Linked DNA regions of Mus musculus: regions 1, 2, 3, 4, 5 and 7 are each linked to region 6. A link is a contact called in public HiChIP or PLAC-seq and promoter capture Hi-C data. All regions are on one chromosome and are shown on one strand. Each heading gives the region's core, a stretch centred on a gene start, on an enhancer-like site or on the middle of the called end of the contact. The rest is flanking DNA. Distances are from core to core; before and after follow the strand shown. Region 1 holds the start of Copb1 (coatomer protein complex, subunit beta 1). Region 2 holds the start of Pde3b (phosphodiesterase 3B, cGMP-inhibited). Region 3 has its middle 55 kb from the start of Copb1. Region 4 holds the start of Psma1 (proteasome subunit alpha 1). Region 5 has its middle 54 kb from the start of Rras2. Region 6 holds the start of Far1 (fatty acyl CoA reductase 1). Region 7 overlaps Pde3b (phosphodiesterase 3B, cGMP-inhibited).

Region 1 (3,096 bases), core at 205-2,704, 740 kb before region 6:
TTGTTTTCTGGTTTTAGCCCTGGCTGTCCTGGAACTCACTCTGTAGACCAGGCTGGCCTCCATCTCAGAAATCTGCCTGCCTCTCCCTCCTAAGTGCTGGGATTAAAGGCATGTTGTACCACCGCTGACTGGCCGAGACCATTCTTTTTTTTTTTTTTTAAAGATTTATTTATTATTTTATGTAAATACACTGTAGCTGTCTTCACACACTCCAGAAGAGGGAGTCAGATCTCATTACGGATGGTTGTGAGCCACCATGTGGTTGCTGGGATTTGAACTCTGGACCTTTGGAAGAGCAGTCGGGTGCTCTTACCCACTGAGCCATCTCACCAGCCCGGCCGAGACCATTCTTAAATAAAGAGTAGAAATGATAGCGCTTGTTTGTAATCCCAGCACTTGGGAGGCTAAGGCAGGAGAGGAGTAGATTGGGAGTTGGCCAGCCTGGGCAGTAAGACTAAAATCAAAATTCCGAGAGGTAGCTGTTCTCTGTGCTGGAAATATGTAGCCTCTGGTATATTTTGAGTGGTGGGGATTTGTTTTTTAAACCCAATGTTTCCAGAAAAGAGAATTGTTAGAATAGCTGCATTCCAGGTAAATGAGAAAACAGTTTGTATTCTGTATCCTGCAAGTGAGGTTAGCAGGTTTTGTATACACAGTATGTGTATCCATGTTGTAATCCCAACTCCTCAGAAACTGAAGATCACCTTTCAAGACCAGTCTGGCAATCATACTTAAATTTTTTAATGTATTGGATGCTTTGAAAGAATAGCAAGAGGCCATTCTTTTTTTTGTTTGTTCTTCTGTTGTTATTTTGTTTTCTGGTTTTAGCCCTGGCTGTCTTGGAACTCACTCGTAGACCAGGCTGGCCTCCATCTCAGAAATCTGCCTGCCTCTGCCTCCTAAGTGCTGGGATTAAAGGCATGTGCCACCACTGACTGGCCGAGACCATTCTTAAATAAAGAGTAGAAATGATAGTTGTCAGACAACTTCTGATACTCCAATAACTCCAGTTAACTGAATAAAGTCAGATTCAGGTCACCAGAGGTGTTAAGCCCTCAAGTGTATTTTCATATAACCTAGTCATCTTATTAAGGTCTCTGAAATCATCTGCCTAAGAATTGGTTGTTTCCAGTTTATAAGTGAAAGGAAGAAGAAAGTCTGCAGGACTTTTCTGTTTCTCTTTTGTACAGTTTAGTTCCTGGGAAGACAATTCCTAAGGAACTGCTAACTGACCACAGCGCTTAAGTCAGCTCCCAACTCGCTGGGAAAACTAAAATACTTGTTTACACTGCTGCAGAAACCAACTCTGAGAGAGGAAGAAGACAACACACTTCCAGGGCGCAGCTCAGGGCGGAAGAGGCTTGTCCTTTCTGGGTCTCCGTACAGGCTCTGTAGCTGCATCCTTGCTGGTCTCCCCGCCCCCTTCCACGTCAGCCAAGGACTTGGTGGAGCCGTCGCGGCAGCGGCTGTCCGGACCGGTAGTCGGCGGTCCCACGGTTCCCTCCCGGCCTCCGCCCCTCGGAGCCAGGTAGCGACCTGGGCCCCCGAGCCGCGGGGTTGCGGCGGTCGCGCGGGGTCAGCGAGCCACCGGATGGGGAGATGCCGGGCGCTTGACTAGGCCGCGGCGACGGGCGGTGGGGGCGGGGAGCTGGGCCGCGGTCCCCTGGGCGGTGGGACAGGGGTCTGCGCCGCCTGAGGCCTGACCCTGCATAGACAGAGGCCGGTGAGGGGCGGCCGGGATTCCCACGGGGGACCCGCCACAGCCGAGGAGTCCCAAGGTTCTGCAGCGTCTTCGCTCGCGGGCCGCCCTCCTGGAGCAGATCCGACTGTGTTAGGTTGGCAATCACGGCCCCGTGACGTGGTGCTCCGGGTTGTCACTGTGGTGTGGACCTCGACTCCACAGCTTTGCACACCCTGGGTCGGGGAGTGGACGGGTACGGGGACTGAGTGATTGTCACTAGAGTTCACGGAAGGAGAAGGTGGGGAGAGCTCTACAGGTCGTCCGAAGTCACACGCGAAGAACTTCAGGCAGTTTAGAAGATCACGACTGATTTGCGGAATTTGTCTCCCTTTTTTTTTTTTTTTTCTAATGATGTTTGTATTCATTTTTGTAGATTTTCCTGGCACCTTTCGTCCTTTTCATCTTGTATTGGGTTGATTATAAACAGAAACCATGACGGCAGCCGAGAACGTGTGCTATACGTTAATTAACGTGCCAATGGATTCAGAACCCCCTTCGGAAATCAGCTTAAAAAATGACCTGGGTAAATAGTTTCTTAACTCAAATAGGAATTATTTTAATTGATAGATTAAAAACGTAAAAGATGGACAAATTAATATGGTGTTTTTTAATACATATCTATATGGTCTGATATTTAAATCCTGTCAAATATAATTATCTCAAACATTCATCTTTTCTTCATAGTGAAAACATTTCACATTCTTTCATAGAGATTTTTTTATTTTTTTGAGATTTTAAAAATATATATACAGTATATAGTTATTAATTGTAGTATACAGTGTCATACCTGAACTTTTTTATCTTGTACTCAGCAGCCATTGACCAATCCGCCTCTCCCAGCCTTCCTTCCTTCTTACTCTCCTAGGCTCTGTGAGCCACGGTCCTTTTTTTTTCTTTTTGTTTTCCTTTTTCCTTCTTAAATAAAGCCTTACTCTTTCCCTAGGTCAGCCTGGAACTCACTAATAGGCCAGGGCAGCCTCCAACTTATGTCAGGTCTTAGTTCAGCCTCCAAGGGTTACAGGTGCAGGCCACTATTCACCTTTTACTTTCAACTTCTCTGATGATGTAAGTTAATACTTCATAAAATGTTTCTACTCTCAACCTCCTTTCACCTGAGGAAGTTTCTTATTTATTATGTGTGTATGTGCACAAAAATGTGCTAGTCATGTATGTATAAAGTGAATTTATATGTGAGGCCAGGGGTAAACCTTAGGTGCCTCCCTCAATCATACTCCACCTTACTTGTTTTTTTTTAGACTTTGGATTTTTATAAGATTTATTTTTAATTGTGTATATGGGGAGGTGCCCGTGTGTGTAATGCTCAGGAAGGCCAGCTGTGTAGGCTCCTCCTGGAA
Region 2 (3,316 bases), core at 797-3,296, 900 kb before region 6:
CAGGTGGATCTCCCAACGCAATACAAATACAAGTTCATCCCCTCGTGATGATTTCAAATGCCTTTAAAAACAAAATATGAAAGCCTATGGGGGTTGGGGGAGGAAATGTTTTGGCCATCTTTCCACACATTACTAAGTTTAAAGGTTAAATTGCTAAAACTTTCTCCTAATTATGCAAGAAATACAAAGCCCAAATAACAAAGCCCATGAGTTAGTCTGTAGTCTGTAAAAAACAGTTTTAATTGTATTAGTATAGACTGCTGTCTATTAATCTAAACCAAGTCTAAATTCCAAGGCTCATTTCTGTTCTTTGAACTATGAAAACACTCATTTGTCCTCCCACATCACCACTTGCAATGAGCCCGAACTGTCAAAAAAAAATCTGCATACACACTTTTATTCTAAAGGCAGCTTGTCAACTCCGGGCAAGCATCCTCATGTTAATAGCAAACGGATAAACTGTACCCAAATGCTATATGTAGGAGCTTAGTGTGTCCAAAGTGGAAGCAGTGAAATCTACTAAACCTCAAGTCGGTCACCTCATTCTTGAAAACTCTCCTCCTATGTAGAAGCTAAGTCAGAGAGTGAATGATTTCATTCTCACTCACTGGGAAAAAGCCACTCACTGGCTTCTGCGTTTTTTGACGAGCCCCTCATACTGGGGCAGCCTTTCCAGCGCAGACCACAGGTTGCTGCCCCTTGCTTTCCTCTGAGCGAGCCCACGCGCTTTCGCAGCTGCGCTCCTGCGCCGGGGACACGCAAGCGGTCCACCCGCGCTCCGCTTTCTCCTCCACCCCGCGCTCCTCTTCCCAGACCATGCCCGCCCAAGAACCCTACCTGTTCTCGGGAAATACAAGGCAACGACGGTCTCCTGAACATCTTGCCACTGCCATAGTAACCGGCTGCGCTTTCTCCCAGCGACACGCAGCTGGACCTCCTCCGGGGTCTGATCACAGGCACTTTTTCCTCCGCGGTACTCGCCGAGCGCGGCGGAGGGGAGGCTCCCCGGACGTGAAAGAAGTGGTCCAAGCCCAGGGCTAGCAGGCATCCCGCGCCCCCGACCAGGCACGACAGCAGAGGCCTGAGCGCGGGCGGCAGAGCCCCGAGGCCGGAGAAGGACACCCACCACACCAGGCCGGCGAAGAGCAGCACCAGGACGCCGTGCCGCAGCCTCACGCGGGGCGCGAGCGTCAGCAGCCCCACGCAGCTCAGCACCAGGCAGAGCCGGCCCGCCGCCGCCGGCTCCCCACGCAGCCACGACCACCACTGCCACGCCGCGAAGTCGCCCAGGTAGCAGCAGGCGGGCAGCGCCAGCAGCCACCAGGAGCCGGCGCCGCGGCCCGGGCCGCGCTGCGCGCGCGTCAGGAAACAGGTGAGGAAGAAGAAGGCACAGGCGATGCTGAAGAGCGGGCTGAGGCTGAGCGAGCAGGCGCTCAGCAGCGTCCGGAGCCCGGCTGCCGCGGCCGCCCAGCGCTCGGGCCTCGCGCCCAGCAGCGCGGCCAGGACAAAGGCGGCCAGGACGCCGAGCGAGAGGCGTGCCCCGGCGCGGAGCGAGGCCGCCGGCGGCTCCACGTTGCAGAAGCGGCAGAGGTGGAAGAAGAAGCTGCGCGGAGGGTCCTGCCGCAGCGGGCTCACGCAGCTCTTCACGTAGCCGTTGCGCAGGCTCTCGGGGGGCGAGGCGGCCGAGGCTGGCGGCGGCGGCGGGGACCTCATGGCTGGCGCGTCCCGCTCGCGCTCGTCTTTCCTCATGGCCCCGGGCCGCCGGGGGGCCGCTGGCGCTTGCCGACCCCGCGCCGCCCTCCGCGTTCTGGGCGCCCCGAGCTTCGCAGAGCGGTCACGGCTGCGCCCGCCGCCGCCACCGGCCGGGATCCCCGGCGCGCGGGCTGAGGGGCGGCGGCGTCCGCCTCATGCCGGCCACTGAGAGCGGCGAGAAGGGCTTCTTGGTGTCCCGGGACCGCCGCGGACGCCTCTTCCCTTTTCCCTCAAGCGCGGCTCGGGACGGGAGACGGCGGCGTCGCCTCCCAGCTCCCGCGCGCTGCAACAGTTACCTCACGGCCGCAGCCTGGTCCGTTGGGCGCGCGATCGGGCGCTCCTCCCCCGCGGCTGCCCCTGCCGGGCGCGCGCCCCGCCGGCGGCCCCGCGCGCTCCCGTAGCTCGGCCGGTCGCCACTGGGGCGGCCGCGGCCCGCGTCAGGATGCGCATCCGGGACCCCGCGGGGGAGCGCGCGCCCACGGCCCGGCTGGTCGCTCCAGTGAGACAGCCGTCGCGTCAGGCTGCCAGACTTGGACCCCTCGGGGAGCGCGCGCGGGCCACCGAGAGCTCCACTGCTGAAGTCGGAACCCCTACCCCCCGGACTGCCACAGAGCGGCGAGCTCTTTGGCAGATGGGAGGGACTGATCACAGTCCTGAGACGCCCCGAAGCACAGTCCCCTTTGAGGTAAGTCACATACAAGACCCACTCAGGTCACTGCGAGGTCTTGGGGAGACATGGACCCCAAGGGCAGTGCCTAGTGAGGTGAGAGCTCATGGTGTGCCCTCAGACTGTGAATGGAGACATGAAGCTGGAGGCTCAGCCAACACTGAGGCCAGACCAGAATGAAGAAACTCAACACTGTCAGTCACATCTGGCTTCCAGGGCAAGGGAGATTTGGGGCCCAGCAGCAGGCCTTGAATCCCTTCAGGGGCTCAAGGGAGGAGGACCCCTGGAGAGTGCACTCTGATAGCGAGCACGTCTTGCTGAAGAACCCTTTTCAGTGAGGCTAAGAACTAATATCCAGTCCTGTGATTAGCATCCTTGCCAGACATGCACTGTTTCACATAGACCTGCTGTCCCAAAGGTTCTTTCCAAGTGAGAGACTTGTTCTGTGCAACGGTGTGTTTTGTGGGGTGTGTTCTTTGGGGAAAGGAGGGAAGGGAGTCCCACAGTCCTAATACCACTATCAACTTGAATGGGGTTGGCCTTGAAAGAAGCCAATTATGTTTTCTGTGAAAGACCTGTGAAACTGGTACACTAGGAAAGACAAAAGTAGAAGTGATATTAGCAAAGACAGACGTAAAGGTTGGAGAAAAGAACTTTGCTGAATGAAAGGGATTGCCCTGGAATCCAACCAGTCATAACTGCCTTAGAAAGTGTAAACTGTTTCCCTCCACTGAAACTCCCTTCAACCTCATGACAGGCCTGCTTTTCTTAAAAAGCTAATTCCACATTTTTCCAGGGAGATGAGAAACCTTACTGTGTGGTAAATCCCACAAACAGACCTATTTTTCACCAATTAATCTAAGCCCATAGCCATGACCTAAAGCAGACCATTTTCAT
Region 3 (3,488 bases), core at 83-2,582, 690 kb before region 6:
CAAGACAGGATCTCTCAGTTAACCCCAGAGCTGGCTGACATGGCTAGTCTAGCTATCCATCTACTCCAGAAGGAATAGCTGTCTCCACCTGTGGAACCGAAGAATTACAGCTCATAGAACAATCACTCTGTGTGTGTGTGTGTGTGTGTGTGTGTGTGTGTGCGTGCATGTGTACTCATGTGTCAAATGATCCTTAAAAGGTACAACTTTCCTGGGAGAGCTGTCCATCCACATGGTGACCCACTGGCCTTTCCTTTTCTGGATGAAGTGTGACAGTCAGCCAGCAGCAGGCTTCATCATGCAGTTGGGGGCATGACACCTCCTAGCTAGGAAATGAGAGCTGCGCTTTCACACTATGACAGCCTGTGGTTGACAGTAAATTGCAAAGAGATTAAGCAAGAATATGAATGTGGTGTTCCCATGGCAGCCAGGCCTTTAGCAAACTCATGGAGTATGCTCCCACATGGGATCAGGAATTATCTTTTTCTTTTTGGCCAAAGAATGATGTGAAGGCAAACTTGTAACTGTAGGTCCATACCCTGGATTCCAGTTGGGACTCCACCCTTAATGTCAGAGAGCATAATAGCTCTTCTCTGGCATGATAAAGGGTCAGCTCAACTGATGCTTCTTCAATAAATGCAGCACATTTCGGCTCAGGTGTCCCTCTTCCAGGCTCATGCAGGGCTCATGCAGGGCTGCACCACTATTGTTAGCATTTTGTCTAAGCTCCACCCCACAGTTACCTGGCAACAGCCAGGTATGCCTGACTCACTATAAAAGGGGCTGCTTGCCCCCTCTGATTTCTCTTGTTCTTGCCTTCTTGCTCCCACTCTGTCCCCTTGCCCCTTCCTCCCTTTCTTCCTATTCCCTTCCCCACTCTCTCCACTTATTCATGGCTGGCCTCTATGTCTCTCCTCTCCTCTCCTCTCCTCTCCTCTCCTCTCCTCTCCTCTCCTCTCCTCTCCTCTCCTCTCCTCTCCTCTCCTCTCCTCTCCTCTCTCTCTCTCTCTCTCTCTCTCTCTCTCTCTCCTCTACTACCCCTTCAGTATGAGCCCACCAAGGCACCTCCTTCCCCCATACCTGACTACACATCCACCAAAACATCCCCTTTCCCCTTATCTTTTTATAAACACATCAACTATACCATATGGCATAATGGAGTAGGAAACTGTGTTTGTCTCTCAGGCTGGGAACTTCAAAAGTATGGATCTGGGCTGTTTCATCTCACAGTCACCCTGCCTATCTCAGTTACTGACAAAGAGTAGCACTCAGTAAATGTTTTAGTATTTACCCAGCCTTCTTCCCAAGCCTATTCTAAATTTAGAGTAAGGAATCAAGAACTTGGCTGCAAATGCTGCCATGAAGTCATTATGCAATAATAGTAACAGCAACCTATATGTGTATGTAGATCACCGCAGTTTTCAGCTCCCGATCACCTATTGGATCCACATGATAATCCTGATAGTGTTCATTATTTCACAGTAGGAAAACTGAGCTCAAAGATTGACGTCATGGGCTAGATTGCTTAGCAAATAAATGACAGATGCTGAACTTTGACCAGAGCCTCTCCCCTTTTGACTATATGTCACTTTTACTGCTGACTCAATCCTTGAAACTATTGAAAAACAAACAAATTAAGCTAGCTGCTAGCAGTGCAGGCCTTTAGTCCCAGCTCTTTGAAGGTTGAGGTAGGTGGACTCAAGTTTGAGGCCAGCCTGGTCTACACAGTGAATTCTAGGATAGCCAGGGATACAGAGAGAAATTCTGTCCTGAAAAGCCAAAAAAAAAAAAAAAAATGGAAAAAGAAAAACAAATTGTCAAAATATCTACAAATTTAGTTTCATGGACGTCTCCTGCTTGGCTAACTGTCAAGGTCACATCTTCCTGTCCACTCTCCCCGTCTCTGGTTAGCTGCCTGTTCCATACACCATGGGCACCTGAGCTGGCAGTGTTGTCCTTCAGTCCCCATTGGCACTAACCTCCACAAGCTTGATTTTGCTGATTCTTAAAGGTTCACGCTGTCAAGCTCAGCCAGTCAGAGCCTTCGCCTGGGGCTTTGGTTTGTATGGCTGGTCCAAGAAGAAGTGGACTGATAGGAAGTCTTGTGCTTGAGGCTCAAACTATTTTTTTAATTTGTATATATCTGTATGTTTTGCCTACATGCATGTATGTATGTATACCACAGGAAGGCAGTGCTGAAAGAAGGCAGAAGAGGGTGTCGGATCCCCTGGGACTGAAGTCACTGGTGGTTGTGAGCCATGTAGATACTGGGAACAGAACTCGGGTCAATTTGAAGAATAGCCAGTGCTCTTAACTGTTGGGCCTTCTCTCCAGTCTCCATCTCTTGTTCTGAACTGTTGGCCACAGTAACCACCCATTCAGAGCCACTTCAGCCATTTATTTCAAGGGTTAGACCATGGACCTTCCTTAGTTGAAATTGTGCTCTACTTTAGAGGCCTTAGAATCTATTATAGCACATTCCTTGTCCCCTTCCCCCCATAAAACTACTCTTGGCAATTGACTGCTTCCTACTTCATAGGAAATTTAAAGTTTCAGGTGTGAACTTCCTCAATTTCCTGCCTCCACACCCACATATTTAGCTACTGAATTTCCCTCATTTCCTTCCTGACAAAATCAAAGAGAGTCAAGTCTCTTTTCTGAGGCCTGTCATTGTCCCATCCACCTTCTCCAAGACCAAATACCATGCTGCTCTGCCACTCCTCAAAACACAGCTCTTTTCTGTTTACAACAATTAAACACAAATTTATAAACATTGTCTCTCTATTATATTCAAAGGCTGATGTGTATACAAGAGATCTGATTACAGGCCCGACTTTGGTATTGTTATCCATATGGCTGCATCATATTCTGTAAACACCCCCTCTCTCACCTTCTGATTTATTATAATAAAAAGCTGATGGCCTATAGCAAAGGCAGGAAAGGAAGGCTGGGACTTCCAGGCAGAGAGAGAACTCTGGGAGAGGCTCAGTGGTAAGAGAATTCGCCAGCAGCAAGCCCTGGTACTAGAGACTGAGACGCAACAAGCCACAGGCCAGACATAGAATAATATAAATGGATTAATACAAGTAGTAGGTGCTAGTTAATTGGGAACTAGAGAACCAAAGGCCTAAAGCTACTTTAAATAAATATAAATCTCCTTGCCATTATTCAAAGCTAGGATGAGCATAGACAGGCCTTACAGTTATACAAATTTCCTTGTATCCCTCAGCCTAACTACTCTTTTACCTCTCCTCTTTCCTTTATAACAAATTTTATAGTCTATGCTTCCAATAATGAAAATAGAGGTGTCCACCAAGTATTGCATCTACTCTCTGTATTTCTGCAGCTTTGGGGCTAATTAGGTGGCTTGTATAGCACTCTAGACCAAAGCACAGAGTGGCTGGCCTGAGAGCCCCCCCATCCTCTACCCCACCCCACTTCCCCAACCCCACCCACTCATCCTCTACCTCACCCCACTTCCCCAACCC
Region 4 (3,229 bases), core at 294-2,793, 760 kb before region 6:
GGCCATCACTGGAAAGAGAGGCCCATTGGACACGCAAACTTTATATGCCCCAGTACAGGGGAACGCCAGGGCCAAAAAGTGGGAGTGGGTGAGTAGGGGAGTGGGGGGGGGGGGGAGGGTATGGGGGCCTTTTGGGATAGCATTGGAAATGTAAATGAGGAAAATACCTAATAAAAAATATTTAAAAAAAAAAAAAGAAGTACAACATGTATGCACAAGCGTCACGGTAGCCGGAAGAGGTCCGATTCCCTAGAGTTGCAGAAGGTTGTAGACAGCACTCTGCAGTTCCACAACCATTTTTAAATGAGCATTTAATTTTCCCATTCATTCCAAATCCATTGTTCATTCAGCAATACAAATTATGTACCTAATATGTGCTAGGCACCGTGCTGGTGCTGCGAAAACAAAACAGCACTATCTATCAATTTAAAGTCAGAAATTTTTAAAAATAACAAGAGCCAGTGTTGGTGAATTTAAAGAACAAAGCAATCTAATTAACTGTTGAGAGCATATAAACGAGGGAGGGAGGGTGCAAACCCAGAGAGAGATGAGAAAAAGAAAAGCAAAAAGCATGATGGTTCAGAGGATTGCTATATTAGCTGCCAAGCTGTGAACCTGAGTTCAATCCCAGAATCCACGTGGCGCAAGGAGAGAACCACCAACTTCAAGTTGTCTTCAGACTCCCAAAAAAGGGTATGCAGGGACACAGACACACACACAAAACAAATGTAAAAACAAAAAATGTACATATATATACAGACATGAAAATATTTAGAATGTGATACTAATTACTGTGAACATAGACATTTAAATGATGTGTTACTCCGCCATCAAAGTTCAGATCCTTAAAGATCCTTACCTGACTCTGGGTACACGTTATTCAACAGAATTAGCAGTCTTGATTTCATTTGGGGATTAAACCAAAACATACTCTTTTAAAACTCGTAAGAAAACTCGCACCTTCCCCCTAGTGGCCTAATCTACCAGATACGGTATTTGGTTGTGGACAGCAGAAGATCAAGTGCCAGGACAGAAACCAGGTCCTACAATAGCAACTAATGATCATAAGTATCACGATCATGCGAGACCATGGAGCCTTTAAGGATGGGCTCTCCAAGTACTCAAGCATCTCAGGCCAGGAATATGAACACACACACACACACACACACACACACACACACTTGTTTTTTTTTTTTTTTTTTCTGCAGCCTCTTTCAGACACGCTGTTTCCCAAACCTCTCTGTGCACTGTGACAGATCTATGAGGGACCACCGCACCATCCCGAGCTAGGTGGCGACGTTCAACTGAGAGGACCGAGAGTTGGCGGGAATCTGCAATCCACTTGGGGATTAAAAAAAAAAAAAGCAAGGAAACTCTGGGCGTGACGTGAAGCCACGCCCCCCGCTTTCTCTGCGCATTGGCTTTCCCACCCCGGAGCTTCCTGCCAATCCCACGTTCTCAGCTTTCGCAGGCCCCGCCCACTTAAGGCTGGAGGGCGGGGCAGCGTTAGACGCCGATCCGTGGCTCTGGGATAGATTGCACTTCCTGCGTCGCCGCCGTCAAGACTCCGCAGGCTTCTTTGACGATCACCGAACCGTAGTTGGGGCCGTGTTCCTGTGTCCGCTGCTGGGTCAGGTTGTCGCTGCGCCGGAGCTATGGTGTGTTGAGCCCCGAGTCCTCGAAGGGTTTGGGGCTGAGGTACACTGACGTGGTCGGGGATCGGCCTCTGTTCCCTGGGGCGTGGGGCGGTGGGAGAGGGAGCTTACCTCACGGACAGTCTCCTACAGTGATTCAGCATCTGCGGCCTGGCCGGCGGGAAACGATCAGTAACCTGGGCGGCCTTTCGCTCAGCTTCTCCACCTTACGTGGGGTCCAGGCGCTCTCCCTCGCCCAGCCAGAGGCCCTCCCCTCTCAATTTACTTAGGTGGCCGATTTCAAGATGCCCTATGGTCCTTTGTCATCTGCATAGGAGGAAGGCTATAGGAATGGAGGGGTGCACCTGGCATCGCCTGCGCAGACCTGAGCCTGCAGTCAGGTCTTTAGACCAAATTCATCTTCCTTGTGGGTCTGTCTTAATCTGTCTCATTAGAATGCCGTCGGGAAAGACTCCATACAGTCACTTTGTTCTAAAAGGGGAAGTAATGGATTCAGGTTTACAGCACAGGGCCCTGAGCTGCTTCTGTGGAGTCTGCCATGCGAACTCTTGCCTTTTTTGCCATTATGAGTATTCTCCTAAGAGCCGATACACTTGCTTTAGTAATGACATTATGGCTGTAGTGGGTCTGCCACGGTAGCAATTTGTGCCCACCTCTTTACTGAGGATTTGTGTATATGTTAATTCATCCAGTGACAGGGTGCAGGTAGAGAGCTCAAAGTTAAACCAAACATAACTTTATTCATACTATAAAGATAAAAAAGGTATGTTGGAAGGTGTTATGGTACACGAGTTTAATCCCAGCACTTAGGAAGCAGAGAGGCAGAATTCTGTGAGTTTGAGGCAAGCCTAAGTCAAAGTTCCAGGACATCCATAGTGTAGAGACCGACACCAAAAAAAAAAAAAAAAAAAAAAAAAAGGAAGGAAGAAAAGAAGAAAAAAATATGTATAGTTGGTCATGATAGCAGACACCTGTAATCTGAGCACTTGGTAGGTTGAGACAGGACTTCAAGATCATTTTCCCAGGTATATAGGAAAAAGCCAGACTGGGCTTCATGAAACCTGTATCTCAAAGCTCTGCTGGAATATTGTGCTGAGAATTTTCAGAGAAAAGAAGAAACCTTCAAGCTCTGTTGGAATATTGTGCTGAGAATTTTCGGAGAAAAGAAGAAACCTTCAAAGATAGACATTTGAGTCAATGTACAGAAAAGGCCTTTGCCAGATTATTAGAGCCCTGTGTAGAGAACAGTATGAGCAAAGTGGAGGGAAAGTTGGTGTGTGCATTCTTTAGCACTTGACTACCCAAGGGGAGTGCTGTGGAGAATGGCAGGATATAGAGTTAGGGAGAACCTAGTCCATTCATCCCAACAGCTCCAGCATGGTTAAGGGACCTTGTTAAGGTAGAATTGCATTGCAAACTGAGTGCTGTAATAATGTCTCAAGAAAGCTGCACTAGGAGAGAGGCTGTAACAATTGAAACACATGTCTTAATGTTAAAATTTGAACTTTGTAATGTTCTCATTTAATCTTTCTTCCACTTTCAGTTTCGAAACCAGTATGACAATGATGTCACTG
Region 5 (3,234 bases), core at 477-2,976, 660 kb before region 6:
CATCTCATTTTCTTGAGATCTTCATTGGTGCTTGTGTCTCTGAGAAATGCATATGGAGTGTTTGCTGTGGGCATTTCTAAGCTCACCATTCAAGGCTTTAAGAAGTTGTACCTACCTGTAAGTCTTCCTTGGTAGGCATAGTATATAGTTTTCTTAAAGGGGAAAAAAAAAACCCTCTCTGCTTCTTCCCATATCATCCCTGCCCTAAAACCTCTCTGCCTTTAGTGAAGGATCTGCAGGTTTTCTGAGCCTATGATTGATAAAGGGCTAGAGTGATGCTCTGGGATAATGCTCATGCTTAGCTAAAGGCCCTGCACTTAATACCTGATGTCACAATAGTAATAAATCACTAATGATGAAAATGAGGACAGTGGGGCCTGGTGGCACACACCTCTAATCCCAGCTCTCAGGAGGCAGAGGAAGGTGGATTTCTGTGAGTTTGAGGCCAGCCTGGTCTACAGAGTGAGTTCCAGGACAGCGGGGTCTATAAAGAGACAAACAACAAATGACAACAATGTTCTTGTCCTATTTTTTATCATGAACCATCCCTATTGGCCCTCTCCGACTTACAAAGCAAATTGGAATCTACACAGTATTATGAGTTTCAAGTGAAAATTGCTTGTGATTTTTCTCCACCCGTGCTCAGAACACAAGCACCATAGACAGACCTTACACTGCATATATGGCTTGACAACCCGCGCCCACTCCTGCTGTGATACAGGCTACTTCCAGGAAGTAGCTACTCAGCATGATTGACATTATCAGCTCTCTTACATCCAGGTGTGATGGTGTATATAGTTCTGCCTGTGGAGTGTAAGCAGAAATGTGTATCGTTTCTGGGTCAGAGCTTTCAGGAACTGAGCATGACTGCTCTACAGTGTCTTTCTCCTTCTGCCTGCTGAAGCCCTAGGGGACAATAGAACCACAGGATGAAAGGACTCGGGATCTATGAATCACTGAGGAAAGAAAGAGCCAACTGTCAAGCAACTCAGCTGAATGTGACAGAGAGAATCCAGTTGAGTCTATCTGTTTGGGAATTTGTTACTGTAATGGGCAATGCCACACTCAATTCAGCATATAAAATATATATTATGCTGGACAGGATGGTGCCTGACTTTAATCTCAGTACTTGGAAGGCAGAGGCAGAGGGATCTCTGTGAATTCAGTCAGTCTGGTCTATAAACTGAGTTCTAGGACAGATAGGGCTGTAGAGAAACCCTGTCTGAAACACAAACAAACAAAAGATCACAACAAGAAGAAAATATTATAATTATTATGGGGCTGGCTAAATGGCTCAGCAGGCAAAGGCCCTTGTTGACTGACACACAAACCTGGTGACCTGAGTCTGACCCCCAGAATTTGTATAAAGATGGAAGGAGAGAGTTGAGTCTCTCTACCAAGTTCTCTGTCCTTCAAACATAAGCCATGGCATGTGTGCTCATTCGCACACATGCACGCTGTACACACCCATAATGCACACACAGAATAATAAAATATTTAAGTCCATACTGGATTATATATTATACTCATCATGTACGCACTCAAGAAAAAAGGGAGGGATTATGTGACACAGTAGTGTGGGTTTCACAGTCTGAGAGGCTATCTTAGAAACATGGCAGAGGCACACACCCCTCTTCTGGGTATTAAGCTGCCCTCCACCTCTCTTTGATGGGCGAGCATGGAAGAATGTGTTATTTGTTAGGCATCTCGGATGACTCAGACCTGCTGCATTCCCCTCTGAGGTGGGGTAACCCTAGGTAGGCTCCGCACATCCAGTAGCCTGTGGCTTCCTGTCCTTTTCAGTTCAAGGGTTTCTCAGACAAGGAGGAGCCTTGAAAATGTTTCGACCTTCCCAGAAGACATACCTCGGTTTGACAGGCAAAGGCTACAAAGACTGCCTGCAAGGACCAGGCCACAGTGGAGGGAGACTGGAAGGGCTAAAAGTCTCCTTCTCCCATTCACCATCAACATCCTGTGAGGCCTGAGAGTTTGCAGCTAGTGAGCATGTGCTCCCAGAGGGGCCTCTGTCCTCCAGGCCCCAAATGCCACCAGAGAATGAGCTTCAGAGGCCAGATGTCTCAGCTCTTACAGGCTTCCAGGAACGCTCAGCAGTTCTCAGAAGCCCCCATTTCCTGCTTCACACCCACAGCCTGGTCCTCTGTGGAGGAAAGCAGGAGGCTTTTACCCCACCCCACCCCACCCCCCTCTCAGTGCGGTGCCCTCTCCAGGACAGGGCTTGGCCCTGGGGACTCCTACAGGTGTGCCTCAGATACTCACAGGAGCAGGAAGGGCAGCTCTGAGTGCGTGGGTTGGGGGGAGGCTCAGCAAACCCAGGCGCTGGGATCCTCCACCTCTTCCTTATCCATTCCTAGTTTATCATTTGTCCTTCACCTCCCAAACTAAAGACAGGCCCAAGGGTTAGCCAAAACAACTGATAATCCAAAAGGCATGTCAATGTGGTGGTGAAATTGAACAGACCAGTGTTCCCTAGAGTGGAAGCCACGGAGTCTAGGACGATTGTAAAGTGGATTTAAGGTTTCTACTGCAACACCAACACTAAAGAATGCTTTACTGCTCCCTTATGATCCCTCTTCAGTACTTTTCATTATTTCAAAAATAACATCACCATTCAGTACCGCCGGCCTTTGTCCACTCCCTGATGCCTGTAAGACTCTGGGGGTAGGAGAGTGGTAATAAATAATATTAGAGATAAAAACGGGCTCATAAACATTTTCTACTGTAATGTAATTTTAAGAAGAGATCCTTCACAAAAACAACACAATTTCATATATCTAGAAAGAAATTCAATAAAAGATACATGCTTTATCTTTATGAAGAAAATAGTAACGCTTTAATAAACAACATAAAATAGAAACTTAAACAAAGAAAGCGATGCAGCACGAACTGAAAGAAGACAATGTTATAAAAGGGTCAGCCAAGGGTGGTGCCGTTCATCCCAGCACCAGAAGAAGATGACAAGCCAGAGGAGGCTATCCCATGCTACATAGCAAAATAGACATGGGGAGTGAAGGAGGCTATACCAGGCTACATAGTAAGATAGACAGAAGAAATGAGAGAAAGGAGAAAGGTAAGAAATAATATGATTTTATTTTGAGAAAGGGTCTTGTTGAGTAGCCCAGGTACTGTGTAGCCTACCCAGGCTGGCTTTGAACTCACAGCAGTCCTCCTGCCTCATCCTCTCTAATGTTAGGGTTACAGGCATGTGTCACTATG
Region 6 (3,513 bases), core at 830-3,329:
TGTCTGAACCTCTCCCTCACCTATGAAATACAATCAAATAATGATACTTGGAAAGCTCAAAACAGTTTCTGGCACAAAGTAGCAACCAATAAATTTCTAACTATCAAAAAAATTGGGGGGTGCATATATGCCCCATCTTCAGTCCAACTGTTCTGTTCCTTCGAGCCATCACAGGGAACCACTATTTACCAACCAACCAAGCTGCAGGAAGAAGCTTAACTGATGGCTACATATCTAACCATTTCTTCAGACAGATCTGTAATTGGACTTAGAAACTATTTACACTTGTGAGGTTTTTAAATCCACAGTCTGCTTATACTTCATCCAAACTACTGTAATCATTCTTGTGTCTAGTAATAACCCACACACCAACTCCTGGTGCAAATGACCCAAAATTCACCTTTTCCAAAAAACTTGCCCTTCTCTTGAACTGTCTCTCTGCTTACAGGTAACTCAGCCCTTTGGGAACTAGATTATACTAAAAGCAAAATGTAATTACAGTAATGTGTTACCCACAAATACCTTCTCTGTCCTAAAGAATGATCCATTAGCTAAAATTCTATGCTGAGCTGGTGAATAAGAAAACATTTATACAACTGCTCTCTTGAATTCTGCCCTCAAACTGTAACTTTTCACCGGCCTTTTGTCCTATCTTTAAGCAGAAATTATCTCTCCCATTTAAATCCACTGAAAATGTGGATTTAATTCTACCTGTACCCTACAAATAAAAGCTTCAAAGAGGAAAGCAGTTGACAGCAACACACATATACTAATGTCTTTCTTAAGTGAAAATATTTTTTGTTTATTTAACTACAAAACTAGTCTCAAAAGTGAAAGCAACTGCCCAACAAGCATAAAACAAATTCCACTACATTAAAAAGATTGCTCATTCAGAACTGCACAACTACATTCACACAGTATCACTTCTGTTTTTGTAAGACACCTTGCACCATCCTCATGTCATATTACCCATCCATTATCCATCCCCAACCAGACTCTTTAAATGTTGCCCTTAGCACTTTTCTTTAAGAATTAAGCAATTTCCCAGTCCAAAAAAAAAAAAAAAAAAAATCAAAGAATACTTAATACCCATTACTTCTAAGAGCTAAGTTTGTGTGAGCTGTGGCTAAACAATCAGATGGATCATCCAGGGGACAGCATAAAGGTGAGCTAATGATCAGCCTCAGTAGGTAGCTACGTTGAGTGTTCCGAGCTGTCATCCTGAGATACTCTCTCTCAACTCTGTACTCCCAACTCACTCCACTGTTCACAAAAGATCCCCACCCTTGAGCAAGCACACAGAAATCCACCTTGACTGTTCCTTGTGTACTTTCCAAGAAACCAAATAACGCCTTCTAGTCAGACAGCCTCCATCCACCCCTCATCTAAAATCCACTCCTCGGACACCTTCCGGTTTCTGTGTGTACCTTCTCACACTCCACATGCCCTGTCCCCATTGGTCCAGAGACCTTAACCTTCAAACCCCAAACCAGTTCTCCATCTCTCAGCTGATTTCTCCGCAACGCCATTGATACCTACTTCCCAGAGGCCGATCCCACTCTGGAGCAGGGGCCTCCTCACTGGACGCCCTCTCCAGAGCATCACCCCTTTCCCATCACTTTCTTCCTCTCAATCCCAGGCCGCCACCCTCCTCCGTTAACTCGGGCCCCCACCGTGGCCGCCTCTGCGCGGCCTCCCCCCGCAGACGGAACCCCTGCCTCCCCGGGTTGCAGGCCAGGGGCCTCTAAGCTCCCTCGCCGCGGCCCTGGCAGTCGGGAGGGCGGCGGCCCGGCCACGCCGCGCAGGGACAGTCCCAGCAGAGGAGGCGCCCCCGCCTCCAGGCGGCCGTGGCGGGGCGGGGGCGGGGCGGTTCGCAGGCCCCACCTCAACGCAGCCCGGCCTAGGACTCCCGCAAAACGGCGGCCAAGTGCGGAGGGGCCGCGGCCGAGCCTGCGACAGAGCCCGTGCCGCTCACCTCGACGCGGAAGCTCGGGCCTCGCTCTCCCTTCAGCGATGGCTACGCCGTGGTCGCGCTCTCCTCACTCGCTTTTCACCGCCCCCGACCGGCTGCTGAAGAGCGGACCGACAGCGGTGCGCCCATTGGCTGAGAGCGCTATGGCGTCACGGGTCCCGACCGCGCCTCGGGGTCTGACTGGTTGGCGTGGCGCCTCTTTTCCACGTCTGCTCCTGATTGGCTCTTGCTCACACTCTTCCCGGGAGAACCGCTCACCCTCCACTCTTCTTCAGCCGCCCACCCCAAACCCCCCAGGCAGGACGGCCAATGGGGGAGCGGAGAGAGGCCGGGAAGTGGGCGGCTGGGCGGTGTGGTCGGGGAAAGCGCAGCCAATGGGCGCGCGCCGCACATCCCCGCTCAGCAGCGCCGCCCCCGGCCGCCCGCTTCCCGGAGGGTCGCGCCCTGGGCCACGCCCGACTACCCTGGCGCGGGAGCCCAGCCCACGCAAAAGGTGCGGGACAAGTGGCAGACGTGAGAGCCCGCCCCGCAGCCATCGCGGCGTGCTTGAGTACTGCCAACGTGCACCCTGGCGCTCCCCAGATGGGGCCGGCTACCCTCGGTCTTAACTGAGTGTGAGGATCCTCCCTGATAACTGCCAGCTTGGTTCCTTCGGAATGTGGAGCCAGCACTGTATGGACCTTCTGAAGGGCCCATCGGGAGGACTGGAGCCCGCGTCCATCCTCCCCGAGAGACTGTCCACCTAGTCCTTCCTCCTTCAAGACAATCCCGTGCAAGATGTAGGGACAGTGAGAGAAGTTTCAGCGTTGGAAGGTGGGGCGTGTGCTGAGAGCTAGGGTGCACGGGAACTTGCTGAGTGTCGCGAGCTAGAAGGTAGATACGCGTAGTTAGTATAACAAGTTTTATTTAGTTATGCTTTGGGTCTTCACACAATATAAACACTCTGAATTCCTAACTACGGTCCTAAGCCTATCTCCCGAGGCTGCTTACCTATGCGATGTATCTTGGCTGAAGGTCAGGTCCAGTCTCAAACAGAAATTTCTGATTCCAGGGGCAGGATCCTAGAAAAGATTCTCCAGCCACAGGGCAGATCAAAGTGGCATCTCTCCAGATGTGCAGAGCAGAGCATTGCTCTTAGTCTCTGCTTATATACTGTTCACTGGGCATCGTGGAGTTAGTTCTAGGACTATCTCTTGTTATCTTTGAGTGAGTGGTGTACGGAGTTATGGTTATCAGGTGCAGCCTTGAGTGTAGTGGGGATCCTGACTACACTATTTTTACATGCCTAAAAAACATTTTTCTAAAAAACTATGCTCATTACAATGTATGAGCTGGGAACCTGTTTTTTCTTGATGTGGTGGTGATTACCCGGGTGTATGAAGAAGATTCGTGGGGCTGTGTGCTTCATGCACGGTGCAATCATTTTGGAAAAAACTATTGCATCCTGGTTATAATCAACACCAGGCTTTAGCTGTCATTCAAAAACTAAAAACCGAGGCTAGAGAGAAGACTCAGTGGCTAAAAGCAGGTACTGCTCTTTC
Region 7 (3,428 bases), core at 29-2,528, 970 kb before region 6:
AAAACCTATCACGGCACCACTCAGATTGTGAAATCCTCTCTGCGAAAGCATGAAAAAGACAAACCATTGCTGACAGATTTAAAACACTAGACACAAGGAGCAGCAACATTATGCTGAAAGAAAGAGAAAAAAATGAATGGATCATGTGACAGCTCAAGACACCACAAAATAGAAAAAGTGCACAAGCAAAGGAGTAATTGTGCAGAAATGTTACTTCTCTGGTGATTCTAAGAAGAAGCCATCCCTTGGAAAAGTATAATCCACACACAGAAGATCAGCAGCTAACTTTCTATATGTTCATCACAAAATATCCATGTTGTAAAAGCTGGCTTGTTCCTCTTTAGTCATTGTTTTGTAAACTTTAGCATCGACTTGAAAATGTGTGTTAGAATCAGGAATGTTCCTAGACAGTATCAGTTATCTGAAAAGCAAACATCTTCAATAAGAAATAAATGTGGCACACTGACCTGCATGCTGCTTTTCATTAGGTGAGTGTGAGATATGGCCATGCAGAGCAGACCAAGTTGGCCTCAAATTCTTGAATTTCTGATCTTCCTCACTCCACCTCTCAAGAGCTAGGATTATTACAGGTTGTGTCATCATGCCCAGCTACCCAAAGCTTTTACTTGCAGAAAACAACTGGCATTTCAAACATGATGAGCAAGATTCAATATAAACAGCACAAATGTAAACACAATTTTGGCTATAGATTATCTTTTTATTATGCTTTAGAAAATGGAGCAAACTACTAAAATAATTTAAACAAAATATGAAATAATTCTATTTCTCAAAAGTTAAATATGATATGTCTCATGAAATTAATAACTAGCACAAGCAGAAAGTAGACATTAGTGAAAATGTTTATAATTTCAATGTCCATGAATGTATAGAACCAACAGTAATGAGCAATGCCTGCCTCCCCTGTCTAACTGTGGTTTTATGGTCTCATTTAAACGAAGCAGAAAGGGATTAAATATAAATGAACCCAAAACATGTAACTTATTTACTTCTTATAACGAAATACCTTTGTTACTACAAAAAGAGGTTGTTGAAACAAAAACACAAAAAGAGGTTGTTTATAATTTATTAAAGTAGTAAAAATTTATTTTTAAAAATTTACCTAAAAGTGGTGGGAGGCTATCAGACATACAGAGTGCACAATGCATGGCAAGTATAATTTAATGTTTTCAAGTATTTGGTCTAAGTATTTACTTCTCCTATATAGTATGCAGGTCTACTGAAATCTTGCTTCCAGGTAGACAGTCACTACTCTGCATGAATACTTTTCATGTTAGCAAGGCTGAGACAACTAAACTTCAACTCCCATACCACTAGACCAACATTAAGAGAAGAGTAAAGCTGAACTGTGAATCACAATAAAAGCATCCCAGTGACTATAGAGAATGTGCTTACATATTTATGACTATGTCCCTCAAAACGACAGTACTCTGAACGACTGCATTATCTGAAATGACCGAGTCTTTTCACAAACTATGGCTTACACACTGACGCTAATTTTAAAACACTACTGCTTTTTCTAGGTTACATATGAAATGTATATTCTTTTAAAAATTTTTAGTTGGTTTGATAAAGTTGTACCCAAGGCTGCTTTTATTTAAATTCATCTTTTCTTTGTGGCTAAAAGTTGAATCCTGATAAAAGTTTCTGTTTGAATATGTTTATAAGTCTAACATGCTTTACAGAGTTCTACAAAACCACCAAAACCACAGTGAATCATCAGCAGCACAACCAGGAGATGTTATCAAGTTCAATTACGTCAATGAGGTTTTACTTCATTTTTCTCTATGCGGCCCAAAAGAAAAACATATATGCATCCTCAAAAACAGAACTGCAACACTCATGTCAAAGTTAAAAGACTGTGTGCTGTGGTGCATTCCCGTGTGAACTGTGAAACGTGCTGTGTTCTTAGTTCTTGAGCTTCTTCACATCTGTGCTACTGAAACTGAACAAATTTCAGTACTTCCAATTTTTCTAATTCTGTGTCCAGTGGAGACCATCATTTAACTTGGTGTTTACTGAACATAAAAACATAAAAGGGTAGATAAAAATGTTAAACTACAGTTGTAGTTTATAATAGACTCTAATACATGAACAAAATTTGAAAGAAAAAAAGAACCCCGTTCAGGAAATCTAAAACAGGAGGAGAAGGGGTCTGTGAGGGACAGAGACAGGGAAGAGCCTACTATTACACTATTGTTTTTCTATTATTCCTACTAATCAACTACTAGGATGATGTTTATGGTGACTCTGACTACATACAATATTAATTTACTATAATTACCCATATTCCTGTAATTCTGGGCCTTCTCCATTTCACATATGAAGAAGTACACATCACAAAATCATATGACTAGCCATACTTTAGATTTAATTCTAGTGCTTTAGGAATTGTTAGCCATTAGGAAATACCATCTTATACTTAACAGTTTACTGCTGTGTGCTAACAACGTGCCCACTGCTTAGCAAAGCATGTAAAAAGCACAGCAACTTGACATACGAGCCTGGCTTCGTGTATGAGAAGAGGAGGCATGCAGTGGTATAGAGGACATCTCTGCTTTAGCCTCCTAGGCCCATTTTTTGTTCTCCTTTGAAACATAAGGGAGTTAAGCCCTATACTCTGTGTCAGCTAAACTGTGTGCAGCTGGTTTCTGCTTACACTTAACTTACACAGCAGGAGTCAACAGCAGGAAACTAGAGTGTATTCAAAGGTAAAACAGGTTAATTCCTCTATTCTGCTTCCCTGGATCTGCATACCACTCCTCCAGCAACGATTTGGTCCTCCAGACTGCAAGTTTTCAGAGGATTCATCAGCTTCGGTGATGACTGAACTTTGAAAACGCCTGTTCTTCAAGTCACAGGTAAGGTGCTTTCTACTGTTGCAAGTCTCTAGCCTTCTCTTAGCCATATTCTTAACTGCTTTTATTATCTAGAATATTTTTTATTAAAACATTATTATTTGAACTATTTTGATGGAATTCTGTTTTATACTGGGTCCCTAAGTTATGCCAGGCTATCATAACTAAGTTTTTTTCTGTCATTGCAAAGTAACAGAATATGAAGTTGGGTTTGTTTCCTCTGATTTCATTATCTTCTACTATGCTAAATAGTTGATGATTTATGTTTTTTAATTTATGCTTTTTAAAAATTAAGACTTTTTTTGTTTTGTTTTTGTTTTTCAAGACAGGGTTTCTCTGTATAGCCCTGGCTGTCCTGGATCTCACTTTGTAGACCAGGCTGGCCTCGAACTCAGAAATCCGCCTGCCTCTGCCTCCTGAGTGCTGGGATTAAAGGCGTGCACCACCATTGCCCGGCTAAGACATTTTAAATTTTTTAAATCATCTATCTAGATTGGTGGCTTTTATTAATAAAAGTTGTTCCATGTATTCATACAATAATTTAGTCATTCT

What was found. Promoter capture Hi-C pulls out the DNA fragments that hold promoters and counts their contacts. HiChIP or PLAC-seq counts read pairs in DNA pulled down with a chosen protein or histone mark. Capture Hi-C pulls out chosen DNA fragments and counts their contacts.
Region 1: a promoter capture Hi-C map of pre-B cells shows a contact between it and region 6, with 2.8 times the contacts expected there. The contact joins the promoter of Copb1 here to the promoter of Far1 in region 6. A contact is called at or near these places in 6 of 39 promoter capture datasets (cranial neural crest, embryonic stem cells, frontonasal cranial neural crest and 3 more), 2 of 484 Hi-C or Micro-C datasets (B cells and LSK cells) and 3 of 115 datasets of contacts at active chromatin or transcription factors (the 230-238 cell line, bone marrow-derived macrophages and large pre-B cells).
Region 2: a promoter capture Hi-C map of pre-B cells shows a contact between it and region 6. The contact joins the promoter of Pde3b here to the promoter of Far1 in region 6. A contact is called at or near these places in 3 of 39 promoter capture datasets (cranial neural crest, frontonasal cranial neural crest and pre-B cells) and 1 of 115 datasets of contacts at active chromatin or transcription factors (the 230-238 cell line).
Region 3: a FOXA1 HiChIP or PLAC-seq map of pancreatic cancer cells shows a contact between it and region 6. The contact joins the enhancer-like site here to the promoter of Far1 in region 6. A contact is called at or near these places in 4 of 39 promoter capture datasets (the 3T3-L1 cell line, the C10 cell line, cranial neural crest and 1 more) and 6 of 115 datasets of contacts at active chromatin or transcription factors (the 230-238 cell line, bone marrow-derived macrophages, embryonic forebrain and 3 more).
Region 4: a promoter capture Hi-C map of adipose tissue shows a contact between it and region 6, with 2.9 times the contacts expected there. The contact joins the promoter of Psma1 here to the promoter of Far1 in region 6. A contact is called at or near these places in 4 of 39 promoter capture datasets (cranial neural crest, neutrophils, pre-B cells and 1 more), 6 of 115 datasets of contacts at active chromatin or transcription factors (bone marrow-derived macrophages, large pre-B cells, memory CD8 T cells and 3 more) and 1 of 9 other capture datasets (adipose tissue).
Region 5: a contact with region 6 is called in an HNF4G HiChIP or PLAC-seq map of pancreatic cancer cells. The contact joins the enhancer-like site here to the promoter of Far1 in region 6. A contact is called at or near these places in 4 of 115 datasets of contacts at active chromatin or transcription factors (the 230-238 cell line, embryonic forebrain, embryonic stem cells and 1 more).
Region 7: a contact with region 6 is called in a promoter capture Hi-C map of pre-B cells, with 3 times the contacts expected there. The contact joins the enhancer-like site here to the promoter of Far1 in region 6. A contact is called at or near these places in 3 of 39 promoter capture datasets (the C10 cell line, the HPC-7 cell line and pre-B cells) and 1 of 115 datasets of contacts at active chromatin or transcription factors (bone marrow-derived macrophages).

What each region holds. Positions count from the first base shown.
Region 1 is chr7:114,253,038-114,256,133 of GRCm38.p6, reverse strand. Copb1 (coatomer protein complex, subunit beta 1) reads left to right here and starts at 1,454. Exons shown (of 22, transcript NM_033370.3): 1 at 1,454-1,528; 2 at 2,115-2,264. The coding sequence starts at 2,174.
Region 2 is chr7:114,413,984-114,417,299 of GRCm38.p6, reverse strand. Pde3b (phosphodiesterase 3B, cGMP-inhibited) reads right to left here and starts at 2,046. Exons shown (of 16, transcript NM_011055.2): 1 at 838-2,046. The coding sequence starts at 1,749. It overlaps 4933406I18Rik (RIKEN cDNA 4933406I18 gene), which reads left to right and starts at 2,139. Exons shown (of 4, transcript NR_029437.1): 1 at 2,139-2,437.
Region 3 is chr7:114,197,710-114,201,197 of GRCm38.p6, reverse strand. No RefSeq gene overlaps it. Among named protein-coding and RNA genes, the nearest start is that of Copb1, 55 kb to the left of the region's middle. Within about 2 kb of position 1,332, at least 46 of the 459 cell types and tissues checked have an H3K27ac peak or open chromatin away from gene starts, as enhancers often do. A contact at or near this core is called in hippocampal neurons and pancreatic cancer cells, where this site is marked.
Region 4 is chr7:114,274,430-114,277,658 of GRCm38.p6, reverse strand. Psma1 (proteasome subunit alpha 1) reads left to right here and starts at 1,543. Exons shown (of 10, transcript NM_011965.2): 1 at 1,543-1,658; 2 at 3,199-3,229. The coding sequence starts at 1,656.
Region 5 is chr7:114,170,438-114,173,671 of GRCm38.p6, reverse strand. No RefSeq gene overlaps it. Among named protein-coding and RNA genes, the nearest start is that of Rras2, 54 kb to the right of the region's middle. Within about 2 kb of position 1,726, at least 142 of the 459 cell types and tissues checked have an H3K27ac peak or open chromatin away from gene starts, as enhancers often do. A contact at or near this core is called in the 230-238 cell line, embryonic stem cells and pancreatic cancer cells, where this site is marked.
Region 6 is chr7:113,512,400-113,515,912 of GRCm38.p6, reverse strand. It overlaps Far1 (fatty acyl CoA reductase 1), which reads right to left and starts at 2,079. Exons shown (of 13, transcript NM_027379.4): 1 at 1,976-2,079.
Region 7 is chr7:114,478,346-114,481,773 of GRCm38.p6, reverse strand. All of the region lies in intron 1 of Pde3b (phosphodiesterase 3B, cGMP-inhibited), which reads right to left. Among named protein-coding and RNA genes, the nearest start is that of Pde3b, 65 kb to the right of the region's middle. Within about 2 kb of position 1,278, at least 128 of the 459 cell types and tissues checked have an H3K27ac peak or open chromatin away from gene starts, as enhancers often do. A contact at or near this core is called in the HPC-7 cell line, bone marrow-derived macrophages and pre-B cells, where this site is marked.